3 separate regions of the Mus musculus genome follow, and all the other regions are linked to region 1. A link is a contact called in public promoter capture Hi-C data. All regions are on one chromosome and are shown on one strand. The core of a region is the stretch at or near the end of the contact, and the rest is flanking DNA. Distances in the headings are between cores, read along the strand shown.

The links. Promoter capture Hi-C pulls out the DNA fragments that hold promoters and counts their contacts. Capture Hi-C pulls out chosen DNA fragments and counts their contacts.
Region 2: a contact with region 1 is called in a promoter capture Hi-C map of hippocampal neurons, with 2.3 times the contacts expected there. The contact joins the enhancer-like site here to the promoter of Scap in region 1. A contact is called at or near these places in 3 of 39 promoter capture datasets (embryonic stem cells, hippocampal neurons and pre-B cells), 5 of 115 datasets of contacts at active chromatin or transcription factors (bone marrow-derived dendritic cells, bone marrow-derived macrophages, embryonic stem cells and 2 more) and 2 of 9 other capture datasets (embryonic stem cells and liver).
Region 3: a promoter capture Hi-C map of liver shows a contact between it and region 1, with 2.5 times the contacts expected there. The contact joins the promoter of Pth1r here to the promoter of Scap in region 1. A contact is called at or near these places in 7 of 39 promoter capture datasets (the HPC-7 cell line, cranial neural crest, embryonic stem cells and 4 more), 5 of 115 datasets of contacts at active chromatin or transcription factors (the 230-238 cell line, bone marrow-derived dendritic cells, bone marrow-derived macrophages and 2 more) and 2 of 9 other capture datasets (adipose tissue and liver).

What each region holds. Positions count from the first base shown.
Region 1 is chr9:110,331,998-110,335,606 of GRCm38.p6, reverse strand. Scap (SREBF chaperone) reads right to left here and starts at 2,251. Exons shown (of 23, transcript NM_001001144.3): 1 at 2,102-2,251.
Region 2 is chr9:110,723,946-110,727,285 of GRCm38.p6, reverse strand. It overlaps Pth1r (parathyroid hormone 1 receptor), which reads left to right. Exons shown (of 14, transcript NM_001083936.1): 7 at 121-316; 8 at 690-843; 9 at 2,113-2,173; 10 at 2,493-2,559; 11 at 2,793-2,887. Among named protein-coding and RNA genes, the nearest start is that of Gm35775, 16 kb to the left of the region's middle. Within about 2 kb of position 1,300, at least 38 of the 459 cell types and tissues checked have an H3K27ac peak or open chromatin away from gene starts, as enhancers often do. A contact at or near this core is called in hippocampal neurons, where this site is marked.
Region 3 is chr9:110,740,284-110,743,876 of GRCm38.p6, reverse strand. Pth1r (parathyroid hormone 1 receptor) reads left to right here and starts at 1,267. Exons shown (of 14, transcript NM_001083936.1): 1 at 1,267-1,651. The coding sequence starts at 1,577. It overlaps Gm35775 (a long non-coding RNA gene), which reads left to right and starts at 2,075. Exons shown (of 2, transcript XR_379891.3): 1 at 2,075-3,593.

The sequences.
Region 1 (3,609 bases), core at 1,002-3,501:
GAACAATAGAGAGACTATGAAGCCAGTGGGCACATCTGCAGGAAAACACGGACTGTTGTCGGGCAAACAAGTTCGCATACAGGCACAGCCCCTAACTGGCCAGTGAGAAAACTTGCCTGAAATTCACCCTATAGACTAACACTATCATCTCATCTGTTCATTACGGAACTTTAGATAAGCTGTGCCCAACAGCCAGAGCCTTGAAAAATTCCACAAATATTACCCACAAGGATCACTTTAGGTGGCTAAAGTCACCCGGATCTTGTTTCTTTAGCCAACTCAGAACAGTGGTAAGTTCCAGGGTCAGGAGCTCGTATGGCAGAATCCGGAAGACACAGTTTGAAGGCCTGATTCTCCATGCACACACTGGATGACCCTGGAAACTGGTTCCACGGGAAAGAGAATGAAAACCACACATGCGGTATTTGTCGCAGCCAACAGAAGGATACAGACTGTCAAAGTGAGCAAAGTGCACATGAATTCTAGGCTCGCCGAGATGAGTATCTGGAGTGATCCTGAACTGTGGCAACTCTAACCAACCACATTAACAAATACAAACGGACGGCAGGCATGGTCCCTTTCCCAACAGGACAGTTAAGCAGCTTACATATGGCCTCAGGCAAATCACAATTTTTATGGTTCTGTGTTCTAGCCACAAACTAAGAGTAAAGGTTTTGTGCCCATCTCAGGACAGTAATCTAAATGGGTGGTAGGGTTCCCAAACCGTGACTTTTAAAGCACATGGAAACATCTGGAGAGGTACTTCCCACCCGCCCCCCCCCCCCCACACACACAGTAACAAGAGAGTATTCAACAACAACGGAGTTTCAAGTAAGGGGAAGCCAGTTCTTGCTTTTCAACCTGACCAAAGAATGAGTGCCGAGCAGGAGCAGGAGCACACACATCTGCTATCCCACATATTCAGGAAACCGAGGCAGGAGGATGAAACTTTGTGGTCAGCCTGGGCAATGAAGCCCAACTCAAAATAAAAAGCCACAGGTGTTACTCAGTGGCAGACCAATGCCCTAGGCACACGTCCCCAAGTAACTTAATAATGAGTATAGGAATAATGTTTATACTTGTATTTCCTGTTGGTCGTTAAAAAAACAATACAAACAAAATATTTGCCAAGCAGAAACGCTGCAAATATATAAAAAGCCTTTAGATTTGAAATACATTAGCATATACTTCATAACATACAATCTTCACTTGAGCATCACACAGGTTACACCTAAAATGCATTCAGCACTAACTAGATACACTTGATCCTGACTCTAAGAAAAGCTTTAATGTTTAGCACACCTTGAGATGGCTGCACACTGCATAAGCAAACTCTACAAACGCACCCAAACGCATCATTAAAGACTGTTCCTATGTCGACTTCACAAGAATTACTACAAGATCATCATGAACTTATTTATTCATCGCTTCCGTCACCATAAGAGATAAATAAGCTAAACTAAGGAAGACTACCTCCAGGACCCCACTCCCACTCCCACCCCTCACCCGCCGCCACCTGTGGCTCACTGCCCTCCTCTTCATCGCCACCATCTGCACAACTTTCTGAGATGCAGTGTGGACCCGGGACTCGCTGCAGCTAGCGCTATCCCATTATAACCCTGATGCAACAAAACCACCTGGAAGTAAACATAAGCAACATAAGCGAGCAAAGTTTAGGTTTAAGCAACACATAAAACCAGAAACCGAGCACTCCCAGCAGAGAATCTACATGTTGCCTGGCTATCGGATCTTCGGAAAGAGGCAGGACTGAGTCACAGGGTCTAGCCCTCACCCAGACAACCCCAGACAACCCCAAAGCAGGATCCAGCGGCGAGCCTACCTGCCTGAGCTCACTCAGCCTGAACCCATCGCGACCCAGGCAGCTCGGCCCGGGCGGGGGCGCGGTCGGGAAGGGGGACGCGAGACCGTCCGGCCCCCAGCTCCAGACTGCGGTCTCCGGAGCCGCGCCTCGGGCTGCTGGACAGCGCCCACGCCCGCGCGCCCCTGCCCGGGCTCGCCCGCATCCCGGAACTCCCGGGCACGAGCGGCGCGAGGCCGGCGCCGGGGCCCAGCCGCACCGTGCAGACGCGCGCTGAGGTACCTGTGGCAGCGAGGCAGCTCCCGGGCGGCGGCGACCGAGCGGCGGAGAACGGCCTGCGCGCTCCTGGCCCGCGGTCCGGTGTTTGGAGCCCGCCCTCTCCCTCCCGGCCGCCCGGCGCCCGCGCAGCTCCCCGCCCCTTCACCTCTCAACTCCTACCTTTCCCCTCCCGCTCCGCCGCCCTCCACACGTGCTCCCGGCGGCGTGCGCATGCGTAGTCTGGCACTGCCAACGGCTCGGGTTCGCCCCCTGGTGGTCCCCTGCCACACAACTGCGAGAGGAAGTACTGGAGTTGCCTGTGGCCTGGAAAAAGGTGGCTAGTAGCACTTCAGAGTTTTGACAGCATCACTGTCCTGGGAAGTGATTGAGAACATGCACAAGAGCTCGTGTTCCATGCTTTATAGTGCCAAAGGATTAGAAGCGGGGCTGGGTGTATGGCTCAGTGGTAGAGAGCTTGCCTGAGACGCTAGGGGCCCTGGGTTTGATCCACAGCAGCATCAAAAAGAAAAACAAACCAGGGAATTAGAAGCAACTGAGCTAAATAGCAAGTGTATTCAGTTGATGAACTAGGTATAGGAGCCTCCAACACCAAGGATGTTAAATGAGCACTTATAATGAAAGCTAGTTCAAAACCAAGCTGGTGTTAGGATTCCATTTTTGTTAAAAATACAATGCATAGGGTAAAGTGGAAGATATATACTCAGTGTTTATTCCCACGTAGAGGAACTATGGGTGTCTGAGTCTCTTCCACCTTCTGAACTGCCACCAGTCGACTTGCACATGTAACGGATTATGCTGAGTGACTGCTCTGGTAAATGCTGAGTTAAGCATATGGTGTGTGTTCTCTCATTTGGCCTTGGGGAAAGTGAGGTTCCAGACACTCAGCAACAGCACCAACCCTGGTTGCTATGTTTCCATTTGTCCTCAGGCCTGCCTGTGGAGAGATCTCAACCACACTACCAATGTCTTGACTCTCTGAGTGTCACAGGTCAGAGTGGCCACCTGCCCCCATCTTGCTACCTTAAACATACTTCTTTCGTGTCACTCTTGCTCACCCCCAAGGCATACTAAGGTAGAACAGACCCTGTACCTGCCCTCAAGGGCACCAGTGGTGGGGGAAGAGAAAATATAAGTATAGTCACCGTGCAAAACAAATCAGAGGTGGCCACTTCAGCCTTTGGAATAGGGTTATTCTATAAAGCAGGTTTCTGGTAGAGATGTAACTCAGTTGATATACTGCTTGCCCAGCCTTGAATATGAGCCTTAACCCCCAGCAAACTGGCAGTGGTGGTGAAAGACTCCCCAGAGGAGCCTCTCGCTCAGGCCTCAGGATAATAGCAGACACCCAAGAACTCACGATAGACCAAGCTTGATGCAAACCACATGAGGCTTTATTCGGGGAAAGCCAGAGCTCTGGGGATGACTCATATCCCACGCAGGGTTAGAGGAGTCGACCTCGAGGGGAAAGAGGTCCCAGTTTTTATAGGCCCTCAGGGGGGAAAGGAGAAGGG
Region 2 (3,340 bases), core at 51-2,550, 390 kb before region 1:
GCATCCATCCCCCCTGCGTGATGTCCCCACTTACGGCGCACAGCCCAGCTTCCTGCCCACCGCTGCGTCCTCCCCCCCGACCCCCGTGCCCTCACCCAAGGTGATGTCGCACGCCCGCAGGCGGCTGCACTGCACGCGCAACTACATCCACATGCACATGTTCCTGTCGTTTATGCTGCGCGCCGCGAGCATCTTCGTGAAGGACGCTGTGCTCTACTCTGGCTTCACGCTGGATGAGGCCGAGCGCCTCACGGAGGAAGAGTTGCATATCATCGCGCAGGTGCCGCCTCCGCCCGCCGCTGCCGCCGTTGGCTACGTGAGTGCCCCTCTGCCACCCACCATGTCCCTCGCACCTGCAGCCTATCCCTCCCTCTGCCTGTCTCTTGCTACCTCCTCCAGCTTTAGGCCAGCAAACCCACCTCACAGGGACCCTCACGCGGCTCAACTCACCCCACCACCACCTACCCCCCCCCCTTACTGCTAGCGACTCCCAGTGACCCCCTTTCCCCAACACTGGAGCGCCCCAGCCTCTCCTCCCCATTGCCTTGCTACCTGCTGCTAACACCCCACCCCCACAGCAGCCCAACCCAGCAGCCTAGAGTTAACTTCCTTCTCCCCCTAATGCGACCAAACCTTGCCTATAGGATGCAGGTTCTACCTTTTGGAACTAACTGTGGTTGGTCTCTTAGGCTGGCTGCCGTGTGGCCGTGACCTTCTTCCTCTACTTCCTGGCTACCAACTACTACTGGATTCTGGTGGAGGGACTGTACTTACACAGCCTCATCTTCATGGCCTTTTTCTCAGAGAAGAAGTATCTGTGGGGCTTCACCATCTTTGGCTGGGGTACGGAGACCAGTGTGGTGGGTTGGGTCTTGAGTAAGGCGCTCTCAGGGGGCATGTCCTGCCTCTCTTGTTTTGTAGCAGGCTGGGGGCCTGCCCATCCTGCTGTGACTTTAACTCCATTCCAGGTTTAAGGGACTCAGCGTGACTATGGGCAGGGTTCACCGGGTGCTGTTGCCTTGGCCTGCCTGGCATTTCAGCTCTCCTCGGGTGATAATTCCTGGGGACGAGATGAGGTTAAACTTGGGACCAGAGTGAGATCTTCAGTCAGCAATCAGCCTGGGGTTGGGGGTGTAGTCTGGAGCCTCCTACCCAGATCCCCGAGGGTGAGGGCGGGGCTTGCATCTGTTACCAGGAGGTGAGGTCCAGAGCCACAGGACCAGAGCTCAGTCCCATTTAGCTTCAGCCTCTCTGCAGCGCAGCGGCTGCTTTCCGGGATGCTGCGGTCCTACCATCCCCCCCACCTGGGTCCTAGGATCTGGTTACTGATAATTGTTCATCGTGGCTGGCAGCTGCAGAGCTTGGCTGGGCCCTGGGGAAAGCTGCCAGACTGTGGAGGGGTAGGCCAGTGGCTCGAGGCTCCTGGGCTCAGCATCTAGAGAACCCTCATCTCCACAGCCTCCTTGGCCCTTGGCACATGCCCTATCCCTGACCTCACCATGGCAAGTCCCAGAGCCGGGCAGATCTGGGCCTGGTTCCAGGAACTAACACAAGCTGCTGGCTAGAAGGCATGTGGGTGGGCTGGAAACATGTGGATTAGGGAGCACACAGAACCTTATGATCTGGGAATGTCACACCCTTACCACAAACCCAGGTGACACCTTTTCCCTCCAAGGATCCACCAGGCTGGGAATGAAGCTGAGGGAGGGGAATCGGGCTCCCTTCACCCTGGAAGCTAACCTTTACTTTATCTACCTCATCCGTGAACGCTAGGACCTTTCAATCCAGGCTTGGAGAGGGAGTTTCAGAACAGAACGATTGCTAGTCACCAGCTCTCTCCCCATGGGTGCTCTAAGACCAGAGCAGAATGAGCTGTCCATACCAGTGTTAGTTTTTGCATATGCCCAGCAGGTATGCACAGGTGCTCACAGGAAGCAAGGAACCTAAATGGGGCAGAGAGCTGCATTGAGTCCTGAGGGCTGGCCCCTCAGGCTGTTAGGTTGGCATTAAATAGCCACGTGCCTAGGGTGAGGGATGGGGGCCGTAGGCTGAGGAAAGTCACAGGGTTTAGGGCCGAGCTCACGCCCCTCACCGTGTTGCCTCTGCACGCAGGTCTGCCGGCTGTCTTCGTGGCTGTGTGGGTCGGTGTCAGAGCAACCTTGGCCAACACTGGGTAGGTCAAGCGGCAAAGTATATGTGTGGTGGTGGGGATGGGGGAGCCGGGACCTTGACACAGCTGGAAATGCTCAGGTTCCCTCTTCTATGAATCATGGGGGAGAAGCCGTGCACCAGCAGCTCCAGCCTCAGGAATTTCTGATCAGCCTTCAGCCAGGAACCACCTCAGAGTCACAGGAGGTGACTCCCAGAGAGGCCCATGAGTGCCTGAGGCCTGGACACATCCAGCTCTCGTCCTGTGTCCTTAAAGGCTCACATCAGAGCAGGACAACTCCGGGTTCCAGGTGGCCGGTGGCTAATGTTTCCCCCTCCCTTAGGTGCTGGGACCTGAGCTCTGGGCACAAGAAGTGGATCATCCAGGTGCCCATCCTGGCATCTGTTGTGGTGAGCAGGGCTTGGGGGCAGCGTGGTTATGAGCCTCAGTGACTAACCTTTAACAAGAACATCTGTGATGGCTACCCTGGATCCCAAGGACCAGAAACCCAAAGACCTAAAGACCACATGATTCCTACTGCAGTCTAGATGGGGAAGCTAAGGGCCCTAGGAGCCACCTAGAGACACAGTGACAGAGTAGGGCCCATGGCATGGCCAGTCTCCAATCAGGCTCCCTCCCACAGCTCAACTTCATCCTCTTTATCAACATCATCCGGGTGCTTGCCACTAAGCTTCGGGAGACCAATGCGGGCCGGTGTGACACCAGGCAGCAGTACCGGTGAGTTCTGGCTCTTGGGTATAAACACCATGTACCCAAGTGAAGACCGGGTCCCATGGCTGACCTTGTGAGAGGAGCCTCTGGCTCTGGTCCACTCCAGCCCTGCCAGCACGATAGCGCTGCATCTCGCTCTGCTACCTGCTTTCAGGCTTTACGCTAGAGTGAGGTCTGCTAGTGTGGTATACCCCCCAGCCACCCTCAGACAGCTGCCCCCTAGGGAATCAAAGGGACAGGTGGATAGAGGCTGGCTCTAATAAGCCATCTCCTCAGGAGAAACCCAAGAGTTAGGTCACAGGAGAAAGAGTGCATGCCAGCAGGTGCAAAGGGCCCAGGGACACAGCGACTGCACTTGTCTACCGGAGGACAGCTTCCAAGAAGCCCAAGTAACACTGCCTCCTGGCAGGAGCCATCCTTGGCTGAGCCTGGTTGCCAAGCCACAGTTGCCAGAGCCTC
Region 3 (3,593 bases), core at 18-2,517, 410 kb before region 1:
GCTCCCTAGACTGCGTCCCCGCAACACTTATCCTTCTGCTGAAAGACCCGGGGCAGGGTCTCTGGAGAGATGTCCCGGGATGGGGGACAGCGGGCTCGGCTCTGTCCTGCACACACCCGCCTGAGAGGCAGTGGCGGGGGCAGGGGCGGAGGAGGCCCGGGGAGGGCGCGGAGGGGGGGGGGAAGAGGCTCCGGGCCGTGGGGGGAGGGGAGCAGCAGACGCCGAGGCGAGGGACGCGCAAGGCGGGCGGCGTCTCGGAGCAGCGGCCGGGCGGGGGGCTCTGGAGGCCAGGCAGGCCAGGGGGGGATCCCGAGAGCTCCATGAAGTCCCCCCGGGGCTGCGGACGGGGCGCTGGCTTGGGGAGGCTGTCGGGGGGGCCCCGACATTCATGGCAAGGCGGGGGCCGCGGCGGCGAGCTCGGAGTAAGTCGGGGCTTGGGGGATGGGGGTGGGGGGTCGGGCGCGCGGGGCGCGGGAGGCCGGAGTCGGGCAGGAGGGGACTCGGGGCCCGGCCAGGGCGGGCCCGGCTGCCCCGTCTCCGTGTCAGTCTGCGGCGCCTCCTCGGAGCCCTGTGGAGTCGCCAGCCCCGCTGCCGCTCAGTTCGGTGGCTTTTTTGGAAACTTGCAAATGTTTTCGTAGAGGAGGGGAGGGGGGAGCGAGGGAGTGACCGAAACCGAGCTTGGGGCCGTTGGAATAGCAGAGGCCAAAGCCGGGGAGCGCGGGGAGGGTGGGTGGTGGGTGGACGGTAGCAAAGGACCGACTGACAAGCAGACAGGCAGCCTCAGCGTCGGGGCAGCAGAAACGCCCGTGCCGCTCGGGCGCACGCAGCGCGGGTTCGGAAGATGGGAAATGGGGTGCAGGGGGTGAGCAACAAGGTCACGGGGGTCCAGACTGAGACGGGGAGCCGGCCACGATGCCGCGGGAGAGCCGGGAGCTGGCGGCAGAAACGCCGAAGGGCTCAGTGTGGTTGCAAAAGTCAGGATGGCATCCCCTAGTTGCACGCCCCGCGCAACTCAAAACGCGCCCCCTGCCCCGCCCCGACTCCCCTGTTGCCCACTGCCGCGGAGCTAAAAATAACAGCCTGGTCGCCCCCCGCAGACCGCGACCCCGACCCCTCCCCCGCCCCTCCCCCACTGGGCGTGGAGCGAAGCCACGGCTCCCAGTTCCCCCAAAGAGGGGGGAGAAAAAAGACAGAGAGAAAGAAAGAAAGAAAAGGCGGCGCGGGAGGGGAGCGGGGGGCGGGCCGGGGGCGGGGGGCCCAGCCATATGGATGTGATTTCTCCGCTCCGAGGCAGACAGGCCGCTCAGCAGCGCTCGGCGCCCGCCCGCCGCCCGCCCGGCCTCAGGCTGCCTCCCTCCCTCCGCCCTCCCTCTCTCCATTGCGCCGGTTCGTTCTCTCGCTCGCCCTCGGCGAATGGGCCCCGCGTCGGGCTCCGGGGCCTCCGGCCGCCCGGACGCCGGGGTCCCCTAGGCCGGGGCGTGGGCGGGGCGGCCCGGCCTGACGCAGCTCTGCACCCTCCAACCATCACCAGGGCCGGCGGCGGCTGCCCCGAGGGACGCGGCCCTAGGCGGTGGCGATGGGGACCGCCCGGATCGCACCCAGCCTGGCGCTCCTTCTCTGCTGCCCAGTGCTCAGCTCCGCATATGCGCTGGTAAGTCTCTCTCCGTCCACACTCCAACACAGGACTCCTGGAATTGCTTTGGGGTTCCTGGGACGAGTGTAGGCACAAATTCTTGGGCTCTCCTTATAGTCTGAACTTTGGGATGGGACCTCCGAGCCCCCACCCCCCCAGCCATGAACCAGGAACCCTGGTGTCTGCTCTGTTTGGGGTGTCTTACCGTAGGTTCCAGATGCCTGAAGTTTCCCCACTTCTGAAGACTTGGCTTGGGGTCCTGGGTCTGGAAACCTGTGGTTGGAGTTCCCCTACACCATGCTTCTGTGAGCATATGGCTCTGGTCGTATGTATCTTTTTCAGTGGTAACTGTGCGATTCAGCGGGTTCTGGGTGTGGAGTATCACACACTGCGCTGGGGGCGGGGGGAGCTCCGTTTTTGCAAGTTTTGTTTGCACCCGGTGCTCAAAGCTGTGTGCAAGAAGTCAGAAATCACTTAGACTTGAGGGTAGGATTTAGAGCCCTCCTCAGTTCTCTGGATCCTACAGATGCACAGATGTATGCATGAATGGGACCGCTTTACCCAAAGTGGAAATCGGTTTGCCCAGGGAGGTGGGTGTGGTACAGAGGTCTTCCAAAAGACACTGATCTCATAGCACACCTTGCAGAAGATATGTGCTGTGGGACATGAGTGTGCTGATCTTTGGGGGGTACTGTGCGTGGTCTGAGGGTGAATACCAAGAAACAGACTAGTGGAGAGGGCCAGACAGACAAAGAAAGGGGTTAGGATGAGAGCTCTGGACCCCAGCGGAAAGAGACTCAGAACAGAAGACAACTAGAAAGCTGGAACTCGACCTCATCTTGGGCTAGGGTCTGTTAGCCATTTCTCAGAGAGGGGAGATTTTCTGTCCTCTCATTCCCTTAGTGGTCCCATCCCAAGTGCCTAACCTATTCTTGAATCAGTTTTTGTGCCTGACTTTGAGGTCTTGTTGCCCCCCACCCCGTACTCCACCCCTGACCAAGGTCTAGAGAGACAGAGCAAGTAGCTTCCTTCATAGGACAGTCCGGAGGTGCTCCGGACACGGGGGAGAGAGCTATTTGCTGAACTTTCCTCAGTGACTTCTGTGTGTGTACACATATATGTGCATGTGTCTCACATTCGAGGACACAGGAGCTGTGGGGCTCCCCCAGCTCAGCCTACAGCTGTGTGACCTTCGACTCTCTTTCTGCACACCTCAGTTGCCCATCTGTGAACAGAGAGCACGAGAGAAACATTTGCCTGACACCCTAGCAGTTTGATGTCCTCCTCCTGTGCCCATAGCCTCGATTCTAGTCCAGCAAAGGACAATCAAAGCCAGAGACTGTTCAGGAGGTGCTCCGGACACGGGGGAGAGAGCTATTTGCTGAACTTCCCTCAGTGACTTCTGTGTGTGTACACATATATGTGCATGTGGCTGTTGGGTACAATATCCTTCCTCAGTGTGTGCCTGAATGTTTATCGGCACAAGGCTTTATGGGCATCTGAGTCAGTCCGTAGGGTTGTGTGTACTCGAGTTCACATGTGATTGAAGCTCTGCATCCGCACATGACTCCGAGGGAAGCACAGCTGTCTAATGCATGTGTGTGCGTGCACGTGTGCACCCTATGGGTGTGCACACGGGTCCATTGTTTGTTCATTTGTATTCAACAAATGCCTCTGAGTTTTCTGTTCGTCAGTCTGTTGTTCTAAGCGCTTTACGAAGATCATCTAGTTAGGTTTTACCCACGACCCTTTGAGAAAGGTACTTGCCCTGTTTTGTTTTTTTATCTCAGGTAAATCCACAATCACTATGGCCATTGTCTCTTATGATAACCAAGTATCAAGCCCTGCAACCTCAAGTGTGGTGGAACCCCTAGGGCCCCATAGTTCTCTGTAGGGAAGTTGACGTATATGCAGAGAACTTCCTGGTTTAGAAGAGTCCTAAGCTGAAGGCAGAAAGACA